Linked DNA regions of Sus scrofa: region 2 is linked to region 1. The links are chromatin contacts, called in public promoter capture Hi-C maps. All regions are on one chromosome and are shown on one strand. The core of a region is the stretch at or near the end of the contact, and the rest is flanking DNA. Distances in the headings are between cores, read along the strand shown. Region 1 overlaps EOMES (eomesodermin homolog). Region 2 holds the start of ZCWPW2 (zinc finger CW-type PWWP domain protein 2).

Region 1 (5,014 bases), core at 870-3,369:
CAGGCGAAACCCCTTGAGAACCACAAGGGCAGGCGGCTGCGCCCATGCCTCTGCGAGGCGCAGGAGGGACGCCAACCCTGGACAAGGGTGGGCGCAAGTGGACGGATTCCGCGGGATGGAGTCCCGGGGTCTGGACCCTCGGAGTTCGCGCACTGGAAAGCTTAAACCCAAGGGACCGGGAGTTCACAGGAGGGGACTCTATCAGGCCCCGACAAAGTTTTGCAAGTTGCTTTTTAAAAGAGCCTCTCCGCGAGGGCAAAAGCCAAACTCTTGCAGACAGCATGCCGCTGGGTGGGGGACGTGGTAGAGCGAGCGGCAAAGGGGAAGCAGCCAGGCAAGTGGAGAAAGAATAGTTTTAATTTTTGTACCTATTGGTGGATCAATTTCGATTCAGATCAGAGGGCATGCGGGAATGTTATTTCGGAGTGTTTCCAGGACACTTCCAAAATTTAAAAAAAAAAAAAGAAGCAGCTTCATAATATCCCCACTTTTTTTTTTTTTTTTTTTTTTTTTTTTTTTTTTTTTTTTTGGTACAGAAAGAAGTAAGAGCCTGAAGAGAAAAGGGAAGACCATCAGTCTGCCTTGACACGAAGATTTCAAGCCAAGCGAAGGCTGGTACCAAAAGCTGATCTGGAGCGGCGAGACTCTGCACTGAGGAGTGGGGATATGCCTTGCTGCTCACCCCAGGCAGGCTCCAAACCCCGGCCCCGTCTTATAAATTGAGTTTGGCTGCACCTTCCCCCGCCCCCATTTCTTTCCAGATTCTTCTTGCCATTCCCAGTGGGTGGCTCCCCCACCCCATCCCCAGGATAGTCACCCAGTGTCCCAGGAATTGTCAGCTTCAGAACCCTGGAGGAGCGAACGCCCGCGGTGTCGGGGCAAGTAGGGGGCGGAGGAAGGTCTTGCGCGGAGTTCGACTTCCTGGAGCTGCGGGTGGAATGCTTTTTGTTTGCCTTCCTTCTAAAAACTCGAACGAACCCCAAAGTGGCGATGTAAAGGACACGCGTGGATGACAACAGTATTTCCAACTCGGAGTCGGGATCCCTTTGGCACTTATTTTCTCTCTTCCGTTGCAGTTTGTTTTTTATCTAATTGCAGATTTTTGTCTGGGGCAAGCACCGAGGCGGGCCAGCAGAGCCTCAAGCCGGTGTCTCCACTCGATACAGAGAACGCCGCCGCCCGCACGGGCGCAAACGCTGGGACCCCGACAGAGAATGTAAACAAACGGGGCGCCGAGCCCTTGATCTTTATTTAAATAGAGGCTTGTTTATCGGTGTCATCCTAGGAGGATTAATTAGATACATCTCTTCACAATTTGGTGTCTGACACTCCATCTTAGGAATGCCTTATCACAAGGTGTTAATTGGGGCCACTCAGCCACTTACGTTTCTATTAAACACTGCGAGGGACTTTTCACAAGTACCAGGTTCTTTTTACTGTACGGTGCAAAAATATACAGGATCGAAATAGACTGGGGCCAGTGTCTGCCTTATCCGGCGGTGATTAGCATTTTCAGTCTTTCTGGAGGGCAGAATAGGAGAACACCGTTTCGAAATTCCATCGCATCTCTCAACAAGCTCGAGTTCCTTGGGGATGGGAAAGGGGGAAGCGCTGATCAAATTACGTGGCTACGATTTCTCCTCCTCCAGTCTGGGTCTTCCGTCCACAGTAAACACCCGTAAACCAAGTTTCAAAGCTTTCATTTCCTGCTCTGGTAAAATTCGGGGCGGCTTGGGCAAAGCGTTTGGAACTGGCGCTGTCGGGGACGCGGGGATAGAGTCCGAGACCCCAAGGTCACCGGCGGCGCGGGAAGGACTCGGACCCGGGAAGGGAGGTGGGAACCGGCAAACCCGCAGAGGCGAATTGCACGCTCCTGGCCGCCTTAATTGGGCGCGGAAGAGGAGGAGGTCCCGGCTGATCGCTCGCCCCACCACCCCCAGCACTAATCCTCTTAGCAGCTGCATTTCCGCGCCACGCAGTTAGAAAAATGACCCTCCTGGCCAGACCTTTACCCTGGGAGGGTGGGGAGGGGGCTGGAAGGACCGCAAGCCGGGCCAGAAGCCGTCTGCCGATAAGCCTGGCGGGGCGTCTGGCAGCGGGACAAAGGGCCCTCCGCCCCGCTCCTGGGTTTAACTCTTCCGCGGGTCCGGAGCTCAGCCAGGGGATGGAGTGGCCTTCGCCCTCCCGGGGACTGAGAGCCAAATAAGCGGCGCTAAACGCGAGGCGATCGGCTGCCTGGTCGCTGTTGGCAGAGCCCAGAAGCCCGCCGCCTCCTCAACGCCCCGGCACGCAGGTGCCCCGGCGGGGTCCAGAGCTCCGAAAGGGAAGCCGCAGGTGGCAGCTAGAGAAGGGGTGAAGGGATAGCTCCCACCGCGCCCCAGGGACCCGGAACTGGTGGGCGCTGGGAGGACTGCGAGGGTTCCCGGGAGCCCACGTGGGTCCGGGGATGGGAAGCCCTAAACAGGTCTAGAAAAAGCCCGGACGCCCAGTGCTGGGGGTGGTGTTCTAGGCTTGCAGCAAGCCTGCTGTGGACAATCTAGTGTCTCGGCGGCAACCCTCCTCCCCCTCCCTAGCCCCAATACCCATTGTCCCGACTTACCAGTGCGGTAAGGAAATAACCCCATTCATCCTTAGAGGAAAAATAAGATAAACAAAAGCTTCCCCACCCCTTCACGACGACTGTGTTCACTTAAGAGATTCTAGAGCTTTGCGGGGGCGGGGTGGGCAGTGGGCTGGTGGGACAGTGTTCATGCTGGAGGAGGGTGGAGGAAGAAACTAAACAAAGATTTTTTTGAAACAAAGATTAAAACCCACGTTACAGAAGACAGCTATGCCTGTTCCCTTAATGAACCACATTTATTAAAAATGACTAGACTGTACATAAAAATCCAAGATCTCTAAAAAGCCTATATAGGAGCTGTGGCGTGGGGTTTCTGTTTCTTCACATTACTGAGTTGGATAGCGGGGGTGGTGAAGGAAGAGGATGAAATGGGAGTTTTCCTTGACACGGGTTCGGTTCAAGTTAGTACAGAGAGGCTGAATACATTCTCAACTAAGAAGTAAACAGAATATTCCCATATGCTGTGGGGAGAGGAGAGAAACTTCCCCTTCTCCCACACCTGTGTTGTCTGGTGATTTGCAAATTCTTTACAAAGCCAAAGCACCAATTTTACATAATAATCTCATAAGCCTACAGTAGACTATTTGTACAATATTTTCCACATTATTCTACAATATATCTAAGCACACAGAACTGTACACTTTAAAATTCTCCCCCTCCCCCACCCCGGCTTTTTTTTTTTTTTTTTTTTTTTTTTTTTTTTGGCCACTCCTTCCCTTGCCCTCTCCTGAGTCCTACAAGCCACCCAGCACACAGCAGAGGCCTGGAATCCCTAACTAGGGCAAACATGGCTTGTTTCAGAAGCCTGGGAAGAATCAAAGTCAGGTAAAACCAGCACCTTCCCCAAGTTCCTCTTGCCCCCAGGCCTAACATCTTTTGTCCCTAGCAAAGAGTTAATAGCAAAAAATCCTTGTGGAAGCTGAAGGCCCACCTTTCTCTTGCAGAAGCAAAACCACCTACCACTTTGGGCTTCTTCCCTTTGCTTAGAGTCACAAATAAAAATGAGAACCAAAGCTTTCAACTTCTCTGATGGCACTCAATCTTCACAGCCCAATTTTCTGAATGTCTAGAGTCTCCAATAAATAAATCCATAACTTTGAATAACCTTCATATTTTAAAACACTTGAAAGTTCTCCATTCAATTTATTAAAAAGGGAAAAAAATGGCTAAGCTTGTTTCAGTTACCTGCAGCAATCGAAACGCTTTGGCACCTTCTTTTAGAGAATTGCACAAAACAGTATGCGTCAAGGTGGAAGGCAAAGGTCTTTTTGGCAACCTAGGCAAAGACGACAACAAAAACACCACCAAGTCCATCTGCAAAATTTTCATTAGCTCATTTTCACGAGGTTAAAAGAACTCTCTAGGGAGTTGTGTAAAAAGCATAATACCCCCCCATGCCTTTCGAGGTGTCTTTACTGTACTCTTCGGCGTTAATGTCCTCACACTTTATGGAGGGGGAGTTTTCATTACTAGAGGTGCTAGGAGACAGCCGCCTTCGCTTACAAGCACTGGTGTATACACCGGAATCATTGGAATCGAGAGACTTGATAGACGGGGGCGTCTCTATCCAAGAAGAGCTCATTTCTTCTTTGACTTTCTCCTTGGAGAGCTGATCTTCAGAGAACACAGGGGGGCTTGTTCTGGAGGTCCATGGGAGTCCAGCCGCCATCTTCCTCTGATAAGAACCTCTGCCTCCCCACCCTGCCATGGCAGGGAAGGTGGGGTCGGGGTAGTACCCCAGGGCATGGGAGGTCTGCAGGGGCAAGGGTTTAATACCATACGGGAGCAAGGTGCTGGAAGTATATTCAGACTCATAGGAACCGATGTCTAGTTTGTTGGTCCCAGGTTGCTGGACAGGCGTGACCAGCCACCGCTGGGGAGGGCTGGCCACCTCTTCGCTCTGTTGGGGTGAAAGGAGGCCGTTGGTCTGTGGCACGGTTCTCTCGCCATTATAATAGCGGGCTTGAGGTAAGGTGTTGACAAAGGGCTCCGGGAAGAAGGACTGAACGCCGTACCGACCTCCGGGGACAATCTGATGGGATCTAGGAGAATCCGTGGGAGATGGAGTTAACCTGTCATTTTCGGAAGCGGTGTACATGCTACAATATAAAGAGAAACACTTAAAAAAAAAAAAAAAAAAAAAAAAAACACCCTAACGTTGACCCCAAACAATCTACCTCCCAGAAATGAAGAAAGTTGGAGGACGGAGCTCTTGGCTGAGCGCTGTGGAGGGATGGGGACAGTGCAGCCCATTTTTGCTGCATTCTTGGCTATTGGGGAAAACTGTGCCGCGCCATAAGAAAAGGTTTCCTCCCGGGCCTTCAGTATTTCAACTATAGGAAATCTACCTCTGCAAGGCCTAGAACTTTGAAGAACTCAGAGCAACTCCCCCTT
Region 2 (5,014 bases), core at 716-3,215, 580 kb after region 1:
ACTAGACTTTAATCCAGAATATACATACCAAAAGGAAATAAAAAGTTACATTGGTTTTATCCTACTTCAAGGACTATAAAGTACTTCAACACATCATTTTATTTAATAATCATGACAATGTTCTGTGTTGGTATATCAGGCAGCGCGTTTTTACTATTAGGGAAACTATCTCACTTATTCTTCACAATTATTCATTAAATCTATGTAAGATCTACAAAGTGAGTAAGAAGTTCCACACATCACAGAGCAATTAAAACAGTGAGAACCAATCATGAAAAAAAAGGCTAGCTGACTCTAGAGTCAGGGAACTCTTGGAAACTATGCTCTGCTGTTTTGGAGAGGAAGCATTCCAATTTTAGAGATAGAGAACAGGAAGAGATTTGATCTCTTATTCAGTGTCAAATGAATAAGTGGAAAATTCAGCACTCAGATTCTGAGTTAATGTTCTGACTTAATCCAGCGCATTTCCCATTTCACTACAACGTCTCTTTAATATTAAAACCTTACATTTGTTTACAACTTCTCATTTTACAAGATGGCATTAAAATTTAACAATCCTTTGAAGGATGCACCATTCCTAACTTACAGGCAATGTAGGGAGTGATCACAACAGGTGAGTAAATGAGATATGGCAAGTTTAGACAAGAAGAATTTAAATTATGCCTTGAGATCTTGCTCAATCCAATTTACAATTCCAAAAGTAAAAAAGCAAGCGTCTTCTATGTTTAAGAGGCTTGGATCAATTTCAATCCTGGTATGTCACTGTCCTTGATCATCTCAGCAAATCTCCAATACATCCTGGAGCCATGTTTTCATCTGTGTTACAGTTACTGCATTTTCTCTCACATTCCAATATTTGAGTTCCTTGTTTGTAGGGAGGAAGGATTCCTCCTCCCCGGCACGTAGTAGCCACTCAACAAATGATCGAAACCATAGGGAATACATCGGTTAGACAACGGAAAAACAACTACCTGCTGTGAACCCTCGATAATGTACAAGGTGGGTGATTACATTACCCGTCCCAGACACACTTCCCTCTTTCGTTTCCGATTTAAATGGAGTCCCAATGAATGAAGTAAAACTGAAGGCAGCCCAGTACACCAGAGTCCGGAAGGAAAATAAGTACTAGGTAGAACTGAAGACCAAGTGGGGCCTGGCACGGCTCCAGCGCGAGGTGAAGGGGTAGGGGATGCCAGGAGGGCCGCTCCCTAGCCAAAGGTCTGCGAGAAAATGACGTATCTCTTCGGACCGGAATCGGCCTCGGAGATGGTCCCGTCTCTGCCAGTACCCCAGGCCCAGCCAAAGCCAGTCACTCACCGCGAGGCCGGGCTCCTTGGGGCCGCCCTTAGGGCCGCCGAGTTACGATTCCCCAGTGTTTGGAAATGGATCGAAAACAAACCGGGTCGCCAGGGGTCACCGCGGGCTTCCGGTTTCCTCGAAGACACCGCCGCTTCCCCAGCGAAGGCAGCCGCTCCGGGGATGCCGCAGAAGGACTCCCATTTCTCTTGCCTCAGCAGCGCCAACGCCGGCCCGGCAGGCCGGTAGTCTGGGGCCTCGGAAGTTCTGGAAGGAGAGCTAGGCGAGGCCGAGGGCCGAGCGGCCACCAGAGAAGGCCCGTTACCCAGCAACACGCGCGCGCGGGGCTCCGGCCCGCCGGAGCAGGCCAGTCAGAGCCCGCACCCGGCAGGCCGCGAAGGGGGAGCGCGGCTGGACAGCTGAACAGAAGGACGATTGGCTCACGGCCGGAAGAAGGGGTTCCCGTGGTCCGCACCTAGGCGCCGGGAACGCTAGAGCAAACCGGAAGTCAGGCCCGAGGGAGTGGGGAGACAATCTGCGAAGCCCGTACGGGGGGTTGCGGGTGGGGTGAGGAGGGAGAAGGTGGGCGTTGCGTACTTGTCCCGTAAGCCTCCGCGGCGGGGAGGGGCCGCGGCGTACTACGCTTCCCGTGAGCCTCCGCGGTGGGACGGGCGGGGCCGCGGCGACGCGAGAGGCGGGAGCAGAGGCGGAGTGGGTAAGACGTCAACCGCCTGGGTGGCGGCTGGACCGGTGTTTTCTTCTGTGGTGTTTTTTTTTACTGGCGGCCGCTTGGGGGTTCCCAAGTGTTGTGGCGCGTGTTGGCTCCTCTTGGTTGCGCTCTTGCAGGTTCCCAGCGCCTTGGAGGAGGAACTGGGGAACCCATGACACTGAGCGCTTGCTGAGGGGTGGTAAACGCCTGCCTCTGTTTTTTGGGGGGATGGGGTAGTTGTAACTCTAGGCCCCGTAGTTACTTAGCACACCTCTGTTTCTGAAAAAGTGAAATCTGCTGACCTGAGGGCAGAGCTTTGGGATCTGAAAGTTCAACCGGCTGAACCAGTTTCTCCCACCCTTGGTTGTTTCTAGAAGGTGGGCCATCCCGAGTTGTGGAGTCAGGAGTTGAATTCGTTGTTGTCCGTTGTTGTCCTTGGGAGTCGCAGCAGCCGGGTGGAACCCATTAAACTCTGGGCATGTTTCTGGTTAAGAGGATAACCGAGAAAACGCTCATTATAGGGCATTTATCCTTACCAACTGCCGATTAGCAATCAGGTCGCCTCCTCTCCACCCCTTTAGTAATATTTGTAAACTGAGGGTTTAAATAGCGTTGGAGTCGGTATTTGGAAGCGTGTTTTAATTCATCAACTCATCAAAGATGGATTTGGCTATAGGGTTTACTTTAACATAGATTTCTCTTATTGTTAAGCCTCTCTTTTTGCTTTAGATTTAAGTGAAAATTCACAGTTGTTATGAGCAATGATTATAACTTAAAGTTAACCTGACATTTTAAAAATGTTTTATTAGAGGAGTTCCCGTCGTGGCTCAGTGGTTAGCGAATCCGACCAGGAACCATGAGGTTGCAGATCCGATCCCTGGCATTGCTCAGTGGGTTAAGGATCCAGTGTTACTATGAGCTGTGGTGTAGGTTGCAGACGCGGGTCGGATCCCGCGTTGCTGTGATTCTGGCGTAGGCAGGCGGCTGCAGCTCCAATTGGACCCCTAGCCTGGGAACCTCCATATGCCGCGGGAAATGGCAAAAAAGACAAAAAAAAAAAAAATCTTTAAAAATGTTTTATTAGATCCCTGGCCTTGCTCAGTCGGTTAAGGAAAAGGCGTTTTCGGCAGCTACAGCTCAGATTTGACCCCCAGCCTGGGAAATTCTATATGCTGTGGGTGCAGCCCGACAAAAAAGTTTTAAAAATCTGTAATAAAGGAATCATTTAGAAAGATCTGTTAACTCCAGTTTATCAGGCTGGACCTAAGAGCAGGCTTTTTAATAATTTTTACAAAAATCATCCCTTTTCTGTTGCCTGGGTAATGAGCTTTACAAAGGAAAACCAAACCACCAGTCGTGTGTTTTAGGTAGTTGTTGAAGAATGTTAGAAAAATTGGTTAGGCACCCCAAACTATCAAAAGTATAGTAATCTGGTTTCTAATTTGTGTATCTTGAAATGTTTTCTGTTGCTTCATCATTTACAATTTAGAATAATTCGAGACTTGTTAAAAAGAAAGGAAGTTGATTTTGTCCTTTCTGAGTAAATAAGATGACTTAGCTCAGTATTTTAGTTTATCTGATGAGTCTATTTTTAATATACACACCTCCCTATTATAATTATGGAAAAAGTGTTTTGTTTTTGTTTAGAATGCATACGGCTATCAGTTTAGTCAAGGGAAATATCTTTTTTTTTTTTTTTTTTTTTTTGCATGGATGGGTGTGTGTGTGGAAGGGGTAGGCGGAGAGTGGTACTCCCTGCTAGACTATATCAAAATATAATCCAAGTATTCATTAAATTAAGCTGGACATGGTCACTTTCTATCCATTTATGGATCTGCTTTAATTAACTTTAGGAAAGACATTAAAGAAAACCTGGCACAGTTTAGTTATAAGCATATATTATAAGTTTTATTACAATATTGCTGCCAAGAAAAAGACCTCTGATAAGTCAAGTAAAAGACACAGTCTTGGGGCATTTTACAGGAAAAGAAAATGGTTAGATAATCATCATTAAACTAGATAACAGAAAAGAGATTTAGGGATCATTGGATTCTTAACTAATAGCAGCTTAGTTGAGTGGATGGTTTCCCAGAGTATGTCCTAATTCCATTGAAGTTTATTGGAAGCTTGCTTAGGTATCCCCAACCCCTACCCCAGGAATGTTCAGTTCATCCCAGGAGGGAGTTGTGAGTTACAGTCATCCAAAAAAAAAAATTTATACCAGGCCAGGTTTAGGACAATTTTTTTTCATTATTACATCTTCTGTAAGTATAAATGCAGTCTGAAATTTTAAAAACAATTCACACCTTTAAAATATATGTACTTGTTACAAAATGGCCATTTTGGAGTGAGTGCAACACTCTTGACACAAGGCACTTTTTTAGGATGTCCTGTTTACAAGCTGTGGTAAACAAATGATGGATATCACAAGAGATCTTTTTCCCCACCTTTTCCCACCTCCTCCAATCACCAGGGTCCTGATGTTTGCTGTCAAGAGCTGCTGGCAAAGAACAGAGTTGAGGACTGGCTGCACTTTCCTTTTTCACTGGGGTAGGTTGGACTTCAAAACAATATCTAACAAAGAATGAGGGCCCTGGCACAATTCCTAACTGGCTCAGTCTGCTTCTCTTATTTTTAGGCCATCTGAATTTTTAAGACTGCTTCAAATCTTATTTTTGAGGGAAATTTGTAAAGTGAATTTTGGGTTAGGATTTAAATTGTATATTAATTTGATTTGATTAAAATCATACATTCCTAGGCATCATGTTTTCCGTGTCTGCCCTGTGTTCTGTGAGCACTGTGTAGGTGTGGCTCTTACGTGTCACAGAACAGAAGATGTTAAAACCTTTAAGCTGAAATAGCAGGGTCCTTTCTTTCTTTTTTTTTCCTTTTTACAGGCACACCTGTGGCATATTTTGTTCTTAGGCTGGGGGTAGAATTGGAGGATGCTGCTTCTGGCCAGCGCCACAGCTACAGCAACAGGATCTGAGCTGTGTCTGTGACCTACAT

Evidence for each region. Promoter capture Hi-C pulls out the DNA fragments that hold promoters and counts their contacts.
Region 2: a contact with region 1 is called in a promoter capture Hi-C map of liver, with 6 times the contacts expected there. The contact joins the promoter of ZCWPW2 here to the enhancer-like site in region 1. A contact is called at or near these places in 2 of 5 promoter capture datasets (fetal liver and liver), 5 of 47 Hi-C or Micro-C datasets (embryonic fibroblasts, epiblast stem cells, fetal heart ventricle and 2 more) and 2 of 2 datasets of contacts at active chromatin or transcription factors (alveolar macrophages and skeletal muscle).

What each region holds. Positions count from the first base shown.
Region 1 is chr13:14,206,757-14,211,770 of Sscrofa11.1, forward strand. EOMES (eomesodermin homolog) reads right to left here. Exons shown (of 6, transcript XM_005669315.3): 6 at 2,834-4,719. The coding sequence ends at 3,981. Among named protein-coding and RNA genes, the nearest start is that of EOMES, 6.9 kb to the right of the region's middle. Within about 2 kb of position 2,120, at least 17 of the 83 cell types and tissues checked have an H3K27ac peak or open chromatin away from gene starts, as enhancers often do. A contact at or near this core is called in epiblast stem cells and liver, where this site is marked.
Region 2 is chr13:14,783,499-14,788,512 of Sscrofa11.1, forward strand. ZCWPW2 (zinc finger CW-type PWWP domain protein 2) reads left to right here and starts at 1,966. Exons shown (of 9, transcript XM_021071484.1): 1 at 1,966-2,011. It overlaps AZI2 (5-azacytidine-induced protein 2), which reads right to left and starts at 1,924. Exons shown (of 8, transcript XM_003358349.5): 1 at 587-1,924.